Linked DNA regions of Sus scrofa: regions 1 and 2 are each linked to region 3. Evidence: chromatin contacts called from public Hi-C data. All regions are on one chromosome and are shown on one strand. Each heading gives the region's core, a stretch centred on a gene start, on an enhancer-like site or on the middle of the called end of the contact. The rest is flanking DNA. Distances are from core to core; before and after follow the strand shown.

Region 1 (4,039 bases), core at 1,255-3,754, 70 kb before region 3:
TCTGTAAGATGGGGAGGTTGGACTGAAAAAATCTCTTAGATACTTTTTAACTTCATTCTATGAAAAAGGAAGTACATCCTATCACTCAAGAATTCTGTGCTCCTAAAAATAGAATGGTCCCTTTTTTGACTTTTTCCCTGGGAAAATCTAAAATTCATGAAACTATTAACTCCCTCTCCACTCTTCTCCTTTCTCAAGATCAAATCCTTCTCAATTCAGATGATCAAATCACCTTGGAACCTAAAAGTAAATAAGAAAACTGGGGGTAAATATGTCCAAACAGCTTCACTAAGGGAAAAAAACTCTGAATGCGTGGATTTCAAAGATAATACATTCCAAAGACAGCAATTAAAGGGGTCACTACCTACACCCCTTGGTAAAACTTGGTGACATCAATCGGCAGTGATCTGTTAGGCCAGAAGAGGGCTGTGTTTGTATGGGGAGGGGAGGCCCCAGGAGAGGCTACTCATAATCAGTGACTGGGGTGTCTGGGAGAAAACTGGTTCCAGTTAGAGAGATTCCAAATTTACATGTGTCAAAAACAATCCCCTAGGAACTAATAAAATGGAAAGAACTTAATTTTAAACAAACAGGAGAAATAACCTAAGGAAGCAAAAGTTTCATTTCCATTTCGACTAGATTTATGTAACCACTTGGGAACCCAGTGTTTCTTTGTTATCCTGGTAGGAAATTTGCTTATCCTTTCTGGCCCCCAGCTTCCCCATATGGAAAGCAGGTATGGAACTTCTGACTCATCTTTCAGGATCACTTTTGAAGAAAGGTGAATATTAGAAAAGCCTTCTGAAAACAGAAGAGAACACATCAATCACCGAGGGAAAACCAGGACATAAAGCAGAATAATAAATTATCTGCCGCCTAAGAAAGTCCTGGATCCAATATAGACAATCATTTTTGTTCTTCTTTATAGCCAGAGAGGGCTCTGAATTTCATTAGAGGCTGGAATTACTTCATATACTGGGCTGGACATTTCAAAGGAAAATTTCAAGAAATTTTAAAGGAATCTTCCAAATCCACTAGCTGGATTGCTCCTGACTAGATGTTGAATGGATCATTTACTTTTAAAAATCAAGCTGAATTTTGTACTGGCTAAGCCAAATTCTGCTTCTATTTCAGAGCAGCTTGCTGTTGTCAGTGTAGTTCTCTGTATGGACAGGAGAAGAGAATATGGCCCATTGTCCTACCAGATGCAAATTATGGTCCTGATTCAACAAAAAACATCTGTCCTCCACATAGGGAAAGTAAGAAGAGATTCTGAAGCCAGGCTGACCTTTTGTGACATGGCATCCTGCTCTTGCAGAAATTCACATTGTGGTTTGTGATTAGCAAGCAAAAAAAGGGTGGAGGATTCTGAAATTCACATGATTTGTAATTTTCTATTTTGAGGCCAGTGCTAATGATAAAATCTCTATTAAAATTTACTTAGAATAAGCTGATTGTTCTTTTTTGAAAGAAAAAATGTTATCTGACATGGCAGACATTTGTCAGCCAGACATTTGTCTGACAGAGTTGATAATTCATTCCATTATTCTGAACCTTTGGGAAACCATATCCAATAAAAAGTAGGATCAACGTATAACTAATTTCACAAATATCTGCAGTGACTAATGATTCTTTCATTGAAGGTATGCATGACTGAGATTATGTTGGACTACATGTGGATCACACCCTTCAAATTAATCAAATATTTGATCTCTACCTACTTGTAGTAGAATAATGCTTTAATATTAATCTATTTTGGTTTTCAATTCTTTGTACTCTTACCCCTCTTCCATCATTTCAGCAGCAGTGAGGGCTTTCGTTTTGTACCACTACTAGGGTAGGGTCCAAACGGCTAGAATGCAGAGAAAGAAACTGTTTCAACGCCGAGTTTTGAGTTTTAGAAACTCAGCTTTGAAGATCAAGAGCCAAATATGAAGGAGCGTGCCCAATCGACTGTACTCTTGTCAGTAATGAATACTGCAACAGCTGTTTTTCTTTTCTTTTTGTTAATACTGGTTGTTAGAAGATAGTTTTTCCTATTTTATGACTGTTAGTCATTTGTACTTCCTCTTTTGTGAATTTTTATGTTCTTCCCATTTTTGAATTGAATCTTCAATTTTTTCCCCCTCTTATTTACTTCCACATTTATATGCTATATAGGTAGCCAATATTTTTCCAGTTTGATATTTTTTAATGTAGCTTATGATGTTTTTGATCTGTAGGGTTTAACAGTTTTATGTAGACAAATCTACAGCTTTTTTTTTTTCCCCATGTGATTTCCTCCACGGCATAACCTTAAAATAGTTTTTACTCATACACATTTGAGAGAAATATTCACTCTTACTTTCATCTATTTTGTTAGTAGTTTGCTTTGTTGCAACAAATTCTTTATTCTACCAGGCATTTTATTCATTCCATCAGCAAGTATTTCCTGGTATCCATCTGTGTTTGACAAGATAACAGGTGCTAAGGATAAAATAGTAACCATAGGCAATTTGCAAACAACTGAGGATCTGGGAAGGTGGTTTGGCTGCTCTCCGTACAGTACTGAGGCCAGTGAAGTCGGTCAGGGTGGAGGAGCCCTGGAACCTTTCCAAACCTTAGCTTTCTTTCTCAGAGAATCCCTTTCAGTTAACATGGTAAACGAAAACAATTTCTGCAGCAGGCTACATCTGATGAACCACAGAGCATTATTCATGCTCCAGCTACAAGGCAAAAAGTCACCAGAAACAAAAGAACCAAGAGAACTATGTAAGGACATAGAGAAACAATAAAATATACCTGCACCAAGATTTCAAATCAGGATTCAGAGGAGCAGAGTTGTCTGAGGTAATTTAGACTTGGCCTTTGACTGCTAAACAAATAAAGGAAACCTCAGAATGACCAGGAAATGTGAAAAAAATAGAGTAATCTCAACTATAATTAAAGCAGCTGTGAGTGTTTCATGGGAGAGTTGTCACCCAGACAACCTGACACTGCATTTGGGCTTAGGCTGAGGCCTGGAAGGTGCTAGGCCCAATGGACAGGGATTCGAATTGCTTTGTGAAGGCCCAGCACCTTGAGCAATGACCTGAGCAGAGGATCCCTTCAGGCACCTCACTCCTAGTCCCAGGGCTGGTTTGTCCCTAGCTGTCCCACTTGGGCCTAATCCCTCAGTGTTTCAGAGCTGCTGCCTGCTGGAACTCCTATCACATGACGTACTATCTCTTAACATGGCATAGCCAGCATCACTTGGACATTTATAAGCCTTAAAAAATTCCTGGAAAACTGACAAAAAAGGGAGGGGGAAACTGTCTGTAACTTGCTATTACTGTTTCTAATTTGCTGAGCGTGATGGCTAAGTTTGTGTCATCTTGGCTAGGCTCTGGTACCAAATACTTGGTCAAACACGTCTGGATGTGGCTGTGAGGTTCTTTTATAGATGAGATTAACACTTAAATCAATAGATTCTGAGTAAAGCAAATCACCCACCATAGTGTGGGTGGTCCTCCCTCAGTCGTTGGAAGTCTTAAGACTGACATCCTGAGGAAGAGGGAATTCTGCCAGCAGACTGCCTTCAGACTCGAGCTGTGATGTCAGCTCTTTCCTGGGTCTCCAGCCTGCCAGCCTGCCTGGCATATTTTGAACTTGCCAACCTCTACAATCTTATGAATCAATTCCTTAAATCTCCCTCTATCTCTATCTCTTATGGGCTCTATTTTTCTGAGAACCCTGACTACTGCAATGTGTAAAGAACTCAGGTAAACCTCCTTCGGGCTTAGACTGAGGAAAGAGCTGAGGAGGAGGATATCTCCTTAACTTTTTATTTGTATACATGTAACATAATCATGGTTTCACCAAAAAAATCAGGACTAACTAGGACTAAATAGCCCTGATCTGTACGAGGTAATACATCAATATCCCGTGTTCCTACAAGTTCTGGATATTTTAACACCCATATTCAACTTGAAAACCAGAGTTCATATCTTGTGTGAAGCTGGAAAGGTATGAAGACTAATTTAAAAAAACCTTGGATACCAAGTGAAAGCATTTCTACTTT
Region 2 (3,866 bases), core at 435-2,934, 90 kb before region 3:
GGAGTTCTCGTCGTGGCTCAGTGGTTAACGAATCCAACTAGGAACCATGAAGTGCCGGGTTTGATCCCTGGCCTTGCTCAGTGGGTTAAGGATCTGGCGTTGCCATGAGCTGTGGTGTAGGTTGCAGACGCAGCTCGGATCCTGCATTGCTGTGGCTCTGGTGTAGGCCAGCGGCTATAGCTCTGATTCGACCCCTAACCTGGGAACCTCCATATGCCGTGGGAGCGGCCCAAGAAATGGCAAAAAGACCAAAAAAACCCAAAAAAACTTCAAGATGGAGTTTGTGCTGTGGCACTGTGGGTTAAGAATTCAACTGCGGCAGCTTAGGTTGCTGCTGAGGTGCATGTTTAATCCCTGGCCCAGTGCAGTGGGTTAAAGATCCAGCATTGCTGCAGCTCCCGCTCAGATTCAACCCCTGGCCCGGCAACTTCCATATGCTGTGGGTGTGGCCATAAAAAAATTCTCAAAACAACCTTATAAAACAAACCTTATCTCCATTTACAACAACAACAACAACAACAAACTCCAAGATGCTGGATGAAAGGCAGTCCTGCCTCAGCATTCCATTCATACAGCTACATGAAAGGGCGAGAAGACTTTCTCCCATCTTGTCCCCACCCTTCATGACCTCTAGAACATTCATCTGCACACTGGTACACCGAAAGCCCTGGTGTATCAGAGGTGGTGGCAGTGGCAATGTACCTGGAGGAATTACTGACTGCGCACAGTGGAGGCAGCCTTGAGGCTCCTTCACACAGCTGCCAGGGTAGGGCAGGACTGGGCAGGTGACATCACTGGAGAGGGACAGGATGGGGAAGACAGTGGTAGCAGCCCAAGGTGGTCCCAAACTTTTTGGTGTTTCCAGGTGAGATGCTCTTTGGGGGCTCTCAGAAGGGACATTGATGGGAGACCAGAGGTAAGGACAAAAACAGGATCATCACTATTTGTATACTTAGAGTGTACAGCCTTCTGACTGGCATGGCCTAGGGAAATACAGTCCAACCACTGGTGAAATAAAATGAAAACTAACGAGGTAGCTGAGGAGTGAGCCAAACAAACTCAAAATGGATGACTAAAAGCGCTTCGTTCTTTTGGGATGACTGGTAATCTTATAAAAATTTTTCCATCCCAAGGGTCTTTGCAATTGTGATAACTGATGTAATAAAGCTATGTAGTGGCCTTTCCCATCATAGGTTGCTGTGTTATTCTCACATTTGGGAACGTTCCATTGCTTCAAAAATGAACTTTCCCACAGTTTTCTATCCCATGACGTTTGAGATCATAGATGTAACTAGCAGTCAATGGCAGGAAAAGAAAGCTAATACAATGTGTAATAATCAAAAAATGAAGCAAGTTCAGTTCCATCCAAGATGTTAACACAAAGCCAAAGCAATAGACCTGGTGAGGAGAGCCACACTCTGAGGTCTCCCATCCCGTGAAGGAATTGAGAATGATACTGCTGCTTGGCCTCATGGAAATGAAACCATGTGACCACACTTGCATTTTTTTCTAGGAGAATGAAATCCATGAAGTTCAGGCCAATGCTCTTTTTTGGGGAGATATCATGAGTTATCATTAGATTCATTTTCCATCGAAGAACACTTTCCAACGTTTACAAAAGAAATACAACAAATCTTACCTGATGAATTTCTTGGTATGTGTTGAAGCATGAAAACAGTTCAGGGACTGGTGGAGAGGTGTTGTTTGAGAAGCACCCGAGGAGTCACGATCGAGAAGATGCCATATTCCCTCTGTGTGAGGGGAAAACAGATCAAAGCAACAGTCTTCAAACCCTGGATTCCCGGGGGCCAGACACTACCCTGAAATTATCCTGGGGTGACTGCGGGAGGGGCCACATAGATTCTGCAGCCCCCACAAAAATTAGGCTGAGTTCTTCTCTCTTTTGTGTGTTGCTTCTTGTCTAAAATCTATACCTGAAAGTAGGGATTTGCTGCTAAAGGAAAGGGAGAGTGAGCACAAGAGAGAAAGAGATTGAGATTGAAAACCACTGGGGTTTGCTTGAATCCACATCTGTAAATGCTAAGGTTTCTTAGGAGGTGCCTTCTCCCAGCTGAATCCTGCATGTTAATCACAGGCATAGCAAACTCAGTGGCTGTTTTCCTCACTCACACCGGGGATTCATCTACTCCTGGCTCCCAACACATGGTCTTGGCAATACTTGTCGTGGCTGCTTTGTTTCTGAGCCGAATGCTGGAAAATGAGCAAGGCCCTTGGCTGGATCTGTCACACCAACCCCTGGCTGACCTTCCGAACTGTACATCTCCACATACAGGCGAAGAAAACTCGGGAGCCTTAGAGAGGAGAGGGCTGAACTGCTAGTCCTGTCCAGAACTGAGGAAGCTCTGCTTAGGACAGCTCGGATTAAAAGAGAGTCGGGAAAGAGAAATCAGCAATTCCTATAGGGGCCAGAAAACTCATGGAAATGCCAAAAGATGACAAATCCAGAGGGCCTAGAAATTTGGTCACTTTAGCATTCAGCTCCCTGACCTTTGGAAATGACACATTACAGTACTGAGTCCAAAACTAGCTTTGGTAGCTTTGGGTTTTTTTTTTTTTTCATCTCTGTACTCAGGCATTTTAAGATGCTGTAGAGACGTCTCCTAATGTTTCCCACACATCATAATGGCATAAAACCAAAAGAGGAACAGCAACAGCCAGAAAGAATTACGAAATAGAGAATAGAAGACAAAAGAAAGTGTGTGTGGGGGACATCTGCGGGCTTAATCAGTAACTTAATCTGGTAAAGCAAAATTCAACCAGTTAAGAGCAAACATAACCCAGTTAGGTCCCTGTCTCCTAATGAGGTCTCACCCCAACCTCGGGCTTTTGGGCTTCTCGGCCAACAACAGGCAGACATGTCGGTTCCTGCTGGCTTCAATCCTGTCTGGCCTCTGGAACAACGGCCAAGCACTTGCTCATTCAGCATTTCCCAGTCCTGAGCCTCCGCAGGCCACACGTGGCATTATTGGGAGTTCTTTGCTTATTAGTGGGTCTGGAATTTGCCTGTTGCAACCACATCTGGCCCCCAGATGATGGGATTGACCCAGGTGTGCACTAAGCTGTAGGTTCCCTGCCTATGTTTGTGGTCAGTCTGCCTGCCTTGTCTTTTTGGTTCTTGCTTTTTCACTGGGACTGGGACCTGGTCCAGGGCTGACTGGGACTGCCAAGCCTCCCCTGGTCCCTGCCAGTCTGTTCATGCCATCTTCTCCTTCTTACTGCCATTCATCCCCCACAAGACCACACTACAGTTCTAAACTTGTTTTGAAAAATTTAAACCCTACTGCAAAGTTGAGAAAACAGTATGATGAAGAGTCATGTATTGACAGAACACTGAAAAGCAACTATAATGGAAAAAATAAAAATCATTTTTTTAAAAAAGAGCCGTATATACTTGTGATAGAACATGATGGAGGCAAATGTGAGAAAAAGAATGTATATATATGTATAACTAGGTCATTTTGCTGTCCAGCAGAAATTGACAGAACATTGTAAATCAACTATAATAAATTTTTTTTTAAAAAGATCTATATATACTTCACCTAGGCTTACTAATTGTTAGCATTTTGTCACATTTGTTTTTCTTTCTGTCTCTTCCTATACATGCAGACACACACCCAGACACAAGCACACAATAGTTCTGATGATGTCTTTTATGGCTATATATTTTTTCAGTCTGGCTCCAATCAAGGATCATGCATTGGCACTTAGCTGTCATGTCTCTCTAGTTTTTCGTCAAGAATAGGTCCCTTGCTTTTTTAAAAAAATATGACATTGGTATTTTTGAAGAGTCCAGGATAATCGTTTTGTAAGAGTCCACCACAATTCAGATGTCTGATTATCTCCTC
Region 3 (3,794 bases), core at 3-2,502:
AATGAAATGTAAGAGATATTTTAGAAAAAAAAGAAAATAAATAGTGCTAGAAAGGGGATTTTGAAACAGGAACTTTCATACATTGCTGGTGGAAGTGTAAAGTGGAATAACCTTTCTAGAAAACAATGTGGCTATATATATCAAGAGCCATAATTGTGTTTTACATACTTTTATTCTAATAATTATCCTTTTGAGGCTATTAGAAGGAATCAAAAAAATGGTATAAATGTGGTATGTAGAAATCTGCTAACCATAGGATCATTTAACTGTGTCTAATCTCTTGGGATAGGACCCAATGGGGGAAGATATGAGAAAAAGGACATATATATATACATATATGTATGACTGGGTTACTTTGCTGTACAGCAGAAATTGTCACAACATTGTGAATCGACTGTAATTTTTAAAAAGTAAAAAAAGGATCATTTACAATAATTAATATTGGGGAGTTTCCGTTGTGGCTCAGTGGAAACAAACCTGACTGGTATTCATGAGGATGCAGGTTCAATCCCTGGCCTTGCTCAGTGGCTTAAGAACCCAGTGTTGTCGTGAGCTGTGGCGGAAGTCAGACGCAGCTCGGATCCAGCATTGCTGTGGCTGTGGCATAGGTTGGCAGCTGTACCTCTGATTTGACCCTGAGTCTGGGAACTTCCATATGCCGCAGGTGCATCCGTAAAAAGAAAAAAAAAATTGTAAGCAGCTTAAAAAACATTATTAAATTATGGTACATTTAAATAATATATATTTATTTAAAATGATTAAGAAATAATTCTTAATATGGAAAATGCTTATAATAAAACTTCTGGAGGCATTTCAGTGATTATTAAGGATAACTTCTATTGTAAATCTTTCTACTATTCCTTGAAACCTGGTACTTTCCCCTTATTTATCATTCTTAGCCTCAGTCGCTATTTTATGGCAGTTAAAAATCCTTGGATGTCACAACATTGTAAATCAATTATACGTCAATAAAAAATTAAAAAAAAAATCCCTAGATGATCTTGCCAAAGAACTCCACATTTGCTTTAAGTGCACGAGGTTCAGGGAGAGGCTGGAGATTGTTTTGTTGCCCAAAAGGCTATTTTAATTAGAACAATTTTGATGGGAACATTTTTAATAGAAGCAACAGTGAGGGTGGGGTGAATTTAAGGTGAGTGACCCGTGCTTTTTTTAATTTCTCCAGACGTACCCTAGGGGCCACAGCAGTAGGAAGTACCAGTCCCTACGATTGTTTATTCCTGAGTCCAGAGTCTCTCCCTGGAGACTAGAAGTTGGTCGCTACGGCCAGAGAGGACAAACCTGGCCCATGGTCTGTTTCATAAGTGACCCATGCAATTATGTATTGTCTAGTGGCTGCTTTCACCCAACAATGACAAAATCGAGTGCATATGCCCCCAAAGCCTAAAATAGTGACTATCTGGTCCTTTACAGAAAAAAAGTTTGTTAACTCCTGCCCTAGACTACTGAATGTTCTCACACAGAGCAATGTCTGCACAGAAACTCCCAAAGCACCTAGCCACCGTCAGTACCAAAAATGACCTCATTCTACCCCTGGCTGGACTTAGCCAAACCCTACAGCACTGTTACTTGTGAGAATATGATTGCTCTTGATAATGCTGGTTCAGGATGGGTTAAATCGATATTTTTTTCTAAGAAAAAATAAGTACTGAATTAAAAAGAAAAAATAAAATGCGTTTGTATATATAACATATATTACATATATATTACAAATAAGTATTTATAACCTCTCATCTTAGTGTTTCCCCCATCTTTTTTTTTTTTTTTTTTTTTTTTTTCTGCTGAGTGTCTATCTCCTTTTCCAAAGTATCTGGCACCAACAGGACTTTATTGAATATTTACCGACAAAAGGAAGGAACAGAAGAACAAAAGGAAAGGAAGAAAGCAGAGAAGGATAGGAAGGAAGGAAGGCAGACAACTAGGGAATAAGTAACAACAACACGTAACAGAAATTTAAATTGAAAAAGCAGCACATTACATTGGATATAATGTGATCTAATAAAAAAGATCAAAAAAGGACAAGAGAAATTATACCAAAATGTTTTAACAACACTTGCCTCTATGTGATAAAATTGTATTTCTTTATGTTTCTGGGTTTTGTTTTCTAGAACCTTCTTTACACAACAAAAGCAGAACAAAATATAACTTCCTCTCAGAAGAGAAAAAAGTTAATTTGTATCATTCCATAGATGCACAGGTGATTCAAACATTGTAAGAAAATGTGTTTTTCATTTTGGATACACTATTTTTATCCTAAATTAAAGGAATGTTGTATTTTCTGAATAACATTTTTCTCATTATTAAAACAGTACATCGTTGTAGTTCCCTGGCGGCTTAGCAGGTTAAGGATCTGGTGTTGTCACTGCTGTGGCTCAGGTTGGATCCCTAGCCCAGGAACTTCCTTTCGTATGCTGTGGGTATAGCCAAAAAGAAAAGGTTGTACATTGTTTATATTCGGGGTAATACAGAAGTTAAATCAGTTAATAGTCTAGTATATTTTCAAATGTGTGTAGACTCGCATACACACACACAGGTGCACACTCACATGAAATCAGTTTTACTCGCTTTTGAACTTTACATAAAGAAGAATCACACAATATGTATTTTTCTGTGTAGCTTCTTTTGTTGACATTATCTTTCTGAGATTCTTCCATATTCTTGTGTGCAGCAGTAGGCTGTTCATTTTCAGAACTGTATAATATTTCATTACATGAAAATACAGTTTATTTAACCATTCCTGGTTGGTGGACGTTGCAAATGAGTGGGGCCTTTTTTATAAGTATAGCACCAAAATAACTTCCTATGTTATTCTTTAGAAAGCATATTTCCTAACTTAAAATGTTAAGATATTTACTTATCTTTTAATATGTAAAAGACCTTTGAAAACATACCTTATGACAAAGGTAGAGAAAAGATTGCAAGAAGAAATCCTAACACAAGAAATCATAGAAAAATTATGTAATAGACTTCTGGAGACAATTTCAGACTAAGACTAAAAAATAATAGGCCAGCCAAAGATACATAATCTGAATACATCGTTTTTACATCAGTTTTTTTTTAATGGCTACACTTGTAGCATATGGAAGTTCCCAGGCTAAGGGCTGAATCAGAGTTGCAGCTGCAGGCCTACGCCAGTCACAGCAACACCAGATCCAAGGAGTAATCTGCAACCTACACCACAGCTTTCAGCAAGCTAGATCCTTAACCCACTGAGCAAGGCCAGGGATCAAATCTGCATTCTCACAGACAGTGCTGGGTCCTTAACCAACTTGCTGAGCCACAAGGGGAACTCCTACATCAATTCTCTATCTTCGAACTACAGTCATCCATTAGGCTTTTAACAAGATCCCTAAATTTCAAGTACCTCCATAATTTTTAAATATTTGATTTTAAGTCAGTTTCTTTTTTTCTTTTTTAATTTTATGGCCACACGTGCAGCATATGAAAGTTCCCAGGCCAAGGATCAAATCCAAGCTGCAGCTGTGACCTATGCCATGGCCCTTGGCAAAGCCAGATCCTTTAACCCACTGCACTGGGCTGGTGATCAAACCCACACCTCCATAGTGACCTGAGCCACTGCAGTCTGATACCTAACCCACTGTACCATAGTAGGAACGCCATCGGTTTATTAAAAGGAGTTTCAGTTCTCTTGTACCTGTAACTGGTTTTATTGCTTTTGCAGTTAATAGTAAAATTACTTGTGAAAGGAAAAGCAAAACTGAGTTAGTATTGCTGAGGGAGCTCTCTAAAATGAAGCCGGGATGTCATTAAGGAAG

The links. Hi-C and Micro-C count contacts between places; a contact is called where the count stands out from the background.
Region 1: a Hi-C map of subcutaneous adipose tissue shows a contact between it and region 3, with 1.8 times the contacts expected there. The contact joins two enhancer-like sites. A contact is called at or near these places in 7 of 47 Hi-C or Micro-C datasets (embryonic fibroblasts, heart right ventricle, liver and 3 more) and 1 of 2 datasets of contacts at active chromatin or transcription factors (skeletal muscle).
Region 2: a Hi-C map of subcutaneous adipose tissue shows a contact between it and region 3, with 2.0 times the contacts expected there. The contact joins the promoter of PLPP1 here to the enhancer-like site in region 3. A contact is called at or near these places in 4 of 47 Hi-C or Micro-C datasets (heart right ventricle, psoas muscle, skeletal muscle and 1 more) and 1 of 2 datasets of contacts at active chromatin or transcription factors (skeletal muscle).

The regions. Positions count from the first base shown.
Region 1 is chr16:34,759,722-34,763,760 of Sscrofa11.1, forward strand. All of the region lies in intron 13 of SLC38A9 (sodium-coupled neutral amino acid transporter 9), which reads right to left. Among named protein-coding and RNA genes, the nearest start is that of PLPP1, 20 kb to the left of the region's middle. Within about 2 kb of position 2,505, at least 26 of the 83 cell types and tissues checked have an H3K27ac peak or open chromatin away from gene starts, as enhancers often do. A contact at or near this core is called in subcutaneous adipose tissue, where this site is marked.
Region 2 is chr16:34,739,840-34,743,705 of Sscrofa11.1, forward strand. PLPP1 (phospholipid phosphatase 1) reads right to left here and starts at 1,685. Exons shown (of 6, transcript XM_013984779.2): 1 at 1,640-1,685. The coding sequence starts at 1,670. SLC38A9 (sodium-coupled neutral amino acid transporter 9) reads right to left here. Exons shown (of 16, transcript XR_002339779.1): 14 at 1,640-1,751.
Region 3 is chr16:34,830,734-34,834,527 of Sscrofa11.1, forward strand. All of the region lies in intron 2 of SLC38A9 (sodium-coupled neutral amino acid transporter 9), which reads right to left. Among named protein-coding and RNA genes, the nearest start is that of SLC38A9, 26 kb to the right of the region's middle. Within about 2 kb of position 1,253, at least 5 of the 83 cell types and tissues checked have an H3K27ac peak or open chromatin away from gene starts, as enhancers often do. A contact at or near this core is called in subcutaneous adipose tissue, where this site is marked.